Linked DNA regions of Drosophila melanogaster: region 1 is linked to region 2. The links are chromatin contacts, called in public Hi-C maps. All regions are on one chromosome and are shown on one strand. The core of a region is the stretch at or near the end of the contact, and the rest is flanking DNA. Distances in the headings are between cores, read along the strand shown.

What was found. A called contact is a pair of places that touch in the nucleus more often than the background predicts.
Region 1: a Hi-C map of the Kc167 cell line shows a contact between it and region 2, with 2.1 times the contacts expected there. The contact joins the promoter of PolD3 here to the promoter of stc in region 2. A contact is called at or near these places in 1 of 1 datasets of contacts at CTCF or cohesin (the Kc167 cell line), 27 of 107 Hi-C or Micro-C datasets (the D17-c3 cell line, the Kc167 cell line, the OSC cell line and 9 more) and 3 of 6 datasets of contacts at active chromatin or transcription factors (the Kc167 cell line and the S2 cell line).

The regions. Positions count from the first base shown.
Region 1 is chr2L:15,255,011-15,258,415 of dm6, reverse strand. It overlaps PolD3 (DNA polymerase delta subunit 3), which reads left to right and starts at 2,112. Exons shown (of 1, transcript NM_001201887.2): 1 at 2,112-3,405. The coding sequence starts at 2,153. It overlaps Uxt (Uxt prefoldin-like subunit), which reads right to left and starts at 1,835. Exons shown (of 2, transcript NM_135900.4): 1 at 1,719-1,835; 2 at 774-1,667. The coding sequence starts at 1,765. The coding sequence ends at 1,226. It overlaps yuri (yuri gagarin), which reads left to right. Exons shown (of 12, transcript NM_165106.5): 10 at 1-243; 11 at 311-617; 12 at 830-1,149. The coding sequence ends at 1,003.
Region 2 is chr2L:15,111,593-15,114,802 of dm6, reverse strand. It overlaps stc (shuttle craft), which reads right to left and starts at 1,323. Exons shown (of 5, transcript NM_057251.4): 1 at 569-1,323; 2 at 1-503. The coding sequence starts at 913. It overlaps CG15269, which reads right to left. Exons shown (of 2, transcript NM_135895.3): 2 at 1,711-2,710. The coding sequence ends at 1,889.

The DNA of each region.
Region 1 (3,405 bases), core at 863-3,362, 140 kb before region 2:
CGCTTTGAAGGAGAAGGAGGCTGTGTCCTCGGGCCGAGAGCGGGCACTTCAAGATCAACAAAAGAGTGCCCAGTTGGAGATGGAAAAGATGCGCACTCTTGTTCGGAAAATGCAGAGCCATCTGCAGCTGGATGACATCCGGCATCGCGAAAGTATCCAGCGGATGAACGAGACAACTGAATCTCTGCGGGAGGAGTTGCGCACCATTTCGGAAAATTGCCAGCAAATGCAGATCCGCCTAAAGTAGGTAATTTTCCAGGATAGAGTGCATCCATATAAGAGCAGCTGCCATGTTCTCTCTTCCCGCCAGTCAACAGACCGAAGTTAACCAGCAGCAGGAACAGATTATCGACTCCTTTCGAAAATGGAAGGACGCCCAGGTTAGGGCCGATGAGGCGATGCGTCTTTGCGCCAAGCGGGCCGAGGAACACATCCACATGCTGCTGGACGAAAACCGGACGTTGGCCGAGGACTATCGCAATCTATTCCGAGACTACAAGCTCTTGGAGACGGAGATAAAACGAGTGAAGCAGGCGGTCAACTGCGCGTCCAGTTCGGCGATAAGTTGTCCACCTCCGAAGAGTGGCGGTCTGACCAATCCCGAGGCGGGGAACGATGTGAGTTGGAAATATACAAATTTTTCACAAATCTTTATATGCCAAAATGCCACCAAACCATGTAAAACTTGAATTTTTCCTTAATTTTCAACAAGCCTGTTCCAAATTTTGACGAATTGGATAACCATTGGACTTCTTAAACGGGCAGCTGGAATTAAAATAATACTTTCTAACTTTATTGTCTAACTGGTGTCTATTGGTGACTTCCGCAGATGGCCAGGCGATTGCAGAACTTGACCAGCACCTCGCAGCGGATTTTTAACCAGAATCAGACTATGAACGATCAGTACTGCAACTCCTTGATCTCAGGAAGTCCGGCTGGAATTGGGCAACCGGTGGCCCAATCCATATTGCGGCGTACTCGATCGTCACAGGATCAGTCGTAGGAGTCGCCAGGATTTGCATGCAACTCCTCCTTCCATTTAAAAATCGTTCTCACCCAAAATCTCTATGCCATCAACACTTTGGAGGCGCGTAACTTGTAAATTGTCTTTGTAAATTGTGGTATAAAATAAAAACTAAGTGCTTGTGTAATCTTGGTAATAATGTGATCACTACTGATACGAACAAGGATACAGATGCTTTCAGCTTCTGTGGACGCAGCGAAGCTATTTGCTTTCATCCTGTTGAATAAGTTTGGTTCTTTCGCTGATTGCTATGAGGGCCATTTTGATTTGAGCCCTTTTCTTGACGCTTTCGTCGCGCAGGACATCGGATTGCTTGGTCAAGATCTTTACGCGTGTGTCGCAGAAGCGTTCCGCATCTGGAATGCTCATATCGAGGAACACATTCTTGCCCACATCGACCAGAATGCTATCCATTTTCCGAACGCGAGCCTGCATGAATACGTTGCTGCCGATGTTGACTTGCGTTTTGTAGCCATCTGGTAGGTGGGTGTCGAAGGTCTGGAGGGTGTTCTTCAGCTGGACGTACTCCATGATCTCCTCGTTGTACTGCCCGATGCACTTTTCCAGCTCTCTGAGATCCTCTTTCAGCACCTCGTTGATGAACTCCTCAATTTGGGTGATTCGCGCCTTGTTGGCATCCTGCCTGTAATTGGGTCTTACACTTGCTGCATTCACTTGTATTTTTATCACTTACTCGGCTTGTCTGTGAGCTTCTGTGTTGTGTTTTGGATTTACTTGCATTGTTTGGGCATTAAAAAGAAATCAAAATTTATTAGGATATCTGGTTTGTTTACTTCTCGTTTCTTCTTCTTATCTTTGCAATAGCGGCAAGTAGATGTTATCGATAGATAGCAGTTGTTTCAATTTAGCTATATTTAAGCTAAATGTAAAGTCTATTAATAAGCTCATAATTCAAGCAAAAAAAAGCAACTAAATATATATAATAATTAATTAATTAACTTTAATAAATACGCCTTTTTCTACATTGACAATATGCATAGCAAAGTCACAAATTTTCGAATTCAGTATTCATTATTTTGCTGGTGAGTTTTAGCACTTTTTTTAGTCACATAAGTTGGCACGCCCGCAATACGATTTCGCGCAATTTTAACTAAACAAATTGTCGAAATGTCGCTTAAAAAGGCTCTCGACGATTGCATGATCGATTTCGATCGCTGTGTGCTGGTCACCGATCTTCTGGAGGAGTACAAACTGTCCTACAAGGAGGTGAACGATGTGCTGGAGGCCTACATCAAAGAGCAGGAACCTGCCACAAAATTCGAGAAGAGATTTCTAGTCCATGGCAAGCGTAAAACGCAAGGATCCGATTCCGGCGAAGATCTGTACTCTGTGGTGCTGGAGAGCAGGATGCAGGATTGGCTGGCCAAAGTCCAGGATGCGGAGTCTCAGCTGTATAGTGTGAAAATAGCCGGTGGCACCAAAGCGCCGGCTGCGATTTTCAAGCCCATGCAGCATTTGGAGGTGAAGTTGGCAAAAGTGGAGCAGCGTCCTGGAGCGGGAAAGATAGTGCCCAGTGCAAATGGGACGACTCCCCACAATGGAGTCAAATCTGAACCCACTAAATCGGAGCCATCAAAGTCTGCGGTTAAGTTGGAGCCTTCAAAATCTTCACTTAAATCAGAGCCAGCAAAGTCGAAGGCGGAAAAGCCAGTGGCCAGCAAGTCCTCTCCGGAGGATAAGAAGACCTCGCCCAAGGAACAGGCCTCTAAAGCCAAGCCTGCAGCAGCCAAAAAGGGTAGCATTAATAGCTTCTTCACAGCGGCGGCCAGCAAGCCAAAGGATGTCAAAGCCACGCCCAGCAAATCGACGTCCGGCACCGTGGACAACTTCTTTAAGAAGCAACCGGCAGGCGCCAAGAAGTCGCCACCGGAATCCGAAGATAAATCGAAGAAAGATGCTTCCAATTCAAACAAAAAGGAAGCCTCGAAAAAGAAATCCCCCAGTCCCACCAAAAAGCCAACAACGGCAAACACTTCCATGCAACTGTTCGACGAGGAGAGTGCCGAATCGTCCGACGAGGAGGAAAAGCTGGACATGCTGCGGCGGAAGGTGATCGAGTCGGACAACGACTCCGATCAGGAAAAGGCCTCGTCCTCCAAGCGGCGACGAATCAGCGACTCTGAGGACGAGGAGCAGCCGCCCAAGAAGTCCGCCGATGAAGAGACCATCGCATTGGATGAGAAAATGGATACGGAACCGGCCAATGAAACCTATCTGGATGAAGATGGCTTCGTCATTACGCAGCGTAAACCAACAAAAGCCCAGCCTGCCAACAAAAAGGTTTCCCCAAAGGCTGCTGCTCCCGTCAACAAAAAGAAGTCACCGCCTTCAGCCGCGAAAGCTGGAAAGGATGCGCCGAA
Region 2 (3,210 bases), core at 74-2,573:
CGATAGTCGGAGCGGCGTTGTTGTCGCGTATTTCCGGGTCTAGAGTCCCTGTCCCTGTCCCGGTCTCTGTCCCGGTCTCTGTCCCTGTCTCTGTCCCGGTCTCTTTCCCTGTCCCGGTCCCGGTCACGTTCCCGCTCACGCTCCCGTTCGTAATTATGGTTCGAGCATTGGTTGTTAGCTCCTCGTTCAGCTGGTTCTTGGGCTCGCAGAGTCCTAGGTCTCGTCTCATTTATGGCAGTCTCTAGGCTGGCAGTGCTGTTTCCGTTCGTAGTGGCGGCTGCCGGTGTCTCTTCTAGACTCAGCTTGGCGAAATTGGGCACGAATTCCGGAGCCGAGGCCTGCAGCTTGGAAGCGCTGAAGTCAAACGGATTATTGCCAAAAGGTGTGTAAAAACTCGAAAAATTGCTGTTGCTCGGATTGACCGACCCATAGCTGCTGGTGACGGTGACTCTAGCGATGCCATCGCCATTTTGATAGGTTGGGATCATGGCCTGCGAGTAAAACTGTTTTGTGATTTATTAGTTGATTCATTAGGACTAAACCTAAGTTCTAATATATCGAAACATACATTCGGAGATTGATGACTCACATTTGCAAAGTGGCTGGTACTCGCGGATGCCACTGGTGGGTTCAGTCCAAAGGCTCCTCCACCGCCGCCCAGGGAGAAGTTAGTGTAGCTGCTGCCCACCGGATGTTGCATAGTGCTGGTGGCATTCGAGGGCGCTCCTCCACCCAGATTGTGCTGCATAATGAACTGATTGAAGTTCACGTAATTGTTGTTGCTGTGCCTGTTGCAGGAACCACCCACTGCCGCCGATTCGTGACCTCCGTTGCAGTCTGCCATGGCGGATGACTCATTGCCGGGTCCCGCTTCTCCGGCGCCGTTGGTCAACTGCTGCCAGTACTCAGCCATTGAGAGTCCGGTGCTGTCGTTGGTGACCAGCGTCTGTTGCAGTTGCGCCTGCTTCTTTGCCGGAACAATCTCGAACTGCCCGCCGTCCTCTGCTGGGCATTTCCCAGCGCTACCACGGGATCGTCCGCAATCCGAGGAGGAGGTGACCGAACCCAGGAAAAGCTCCAGACACGTGTGCAATGGTGAAATTGAGCCCAATGCAGAAGTTAACCGAATCGAATTCTCAGTTCGATCGAATTTGGTAAAGGCTTTCTACGGCCAACTGGACGCACCGCAGCCTGGGTCCGCAGGCACGTTTTACTGATTTTTTTGCGCTTTTCCTGCGTTTTTTATGCTCGCTTATATTGTAAATTTCTAACAAAATTTCACAACACGGTCATACCAGACGAAACGGTACCACTGACAATTGCCTTGACTTATCGATATATTAACAGACTTTCGATTTTTGAGGGGAAAAGGGCTGCCAACTCGGTTTTAGGACAGCTGTGAATACAATTTAACAGCAAGATTTCGTTTAGTTACTCAACACACCTACAGTGGTAATAAACTATCAGGTGGCGCCATCTGGCTGAGTGAGAGCGCACTTTTAAATATGTTAAATGTACTGCAACGGTTCGTTCATTTGTTTACTAAAAAAACATACATCTTTTAATTTTTGTCACTAGAAGATTTGAATTAAATAAGGCTGCGTTATCTGATTATAAGCGAAATTACCTAGTTGGACTCCCAATCATATCTCCAATCCAAAATATTATTTCTAGAATCCTGGAATCCTTTTGTATTTGATATTATACTTTATTGACTGGCCAATATATATGCCTATTTTAATAATAATTAATGTCTATTCCTAATTTAATTTCTAGCAAAATTATTGCTTGAAAATAAATGTAAATTGAATAACAACAGTGGAAGTACTGCACTTTGTAATTGCCACAAATTTGGTTGAAACTGGCCGGGCACAACGATTCCACCCATTTAGAATGTCCTGAGATTGCTGAGAAGGGTTTGCTGACTCGGCGGTTGGGATGGACCAGATCCAGGTGTTAGAACTCCAGGAGGTGGCGGCATTTGAAATGTTTGAGCCATGGCCATGGCCAAAGTGGGCGGTGGACCTGTTTGTTGTTTTCCCGGTACTGGAAGTGCGGATGATGTGACCGTGAGTCCATCCAACGGACGGTACTGACACTTCTTAGCGTGGGTTCGCATATTGCTCGACTGGGTGAATGCCTGATTGCAGTTGGGATGTGGGCAGACATACGGCTTGCAGCCTGTATGGTAATTCAGATGCGTCTTTAGGTGATGCTTTTTGGTGAAGGCTTTGGGGCACAGGGGGCAGCTGAAGGGCTTGATTCCCGAGTGGAGGCGATGGTGCAGGGTCATGTTGCTGCGATCGGCAAAGGACTTGCCGCACACGGAGCACTGATACGGTTTCTCACCACTGTGCGTCCTCATGTGCTGTTTGAGCAGCATTTTACGCGAAAATCTCTTTCCGCACTCGTTGCATTTGTGGGGTTTCACGCCGGTATGAATCCGGACATGCATATTGAAGGCCACACGCTGATTGAACGATTTGGGACAGTAAGGACACTCGTACTCCTTCCGGTTCCGGTGAATCTTTAGGTGACTGCTCAAATATCCCTTATCGTTGAATGTCTTGCCACATTCGGGACACTCGGCGGCAAACTCCTTGGTTCCTCGGTGAACGGACAGGTGATATTTGTAATTTCGCAGCTGGGAGAAACCCTTTCCACAATCCGCACACTCGTAACGCGGCGATTTGTGCGTCTTTTCATGAGCCTGAAATAAGAACATAATAGACAAATAAGATAAATAAATAAGATACATTAGCTTAGCAATAGTAATATTGTAGCAATAGTAAGAGATTTAAAATTTTAATAAAAAACCTGAGGTAGTGAAAATCTGTTGTGAAATTCATAAAACAGCGATTTTCTACAAACTGTTCGTTAGTTAGTTAGTTTTTGGAAGGGAGGCTTTCAAGATGAGTATGTTTAGCAACATTTTAATTAGGTCCTAATATTAATACCTTATTCTATAAGTTCTAGTGAGGATTGGAAGATTTCGAATATAAAGTTACTGAAAACTGAGCTTTGGACACATTTATACTTATACAAAATAAGCCAGAAATGCAAAAAATACCATGGTTACACATTCGAATGTTCCCCATTGTTTGTAATAATTTTGTTGCAACTTCAAATGTGGCTTGCTTCAGTTAGCTACTGAAATTGGTGTTCTTTCCCAAAGTGGCCATTTTGTGATTACCTCTCGCTCGGCGTCTG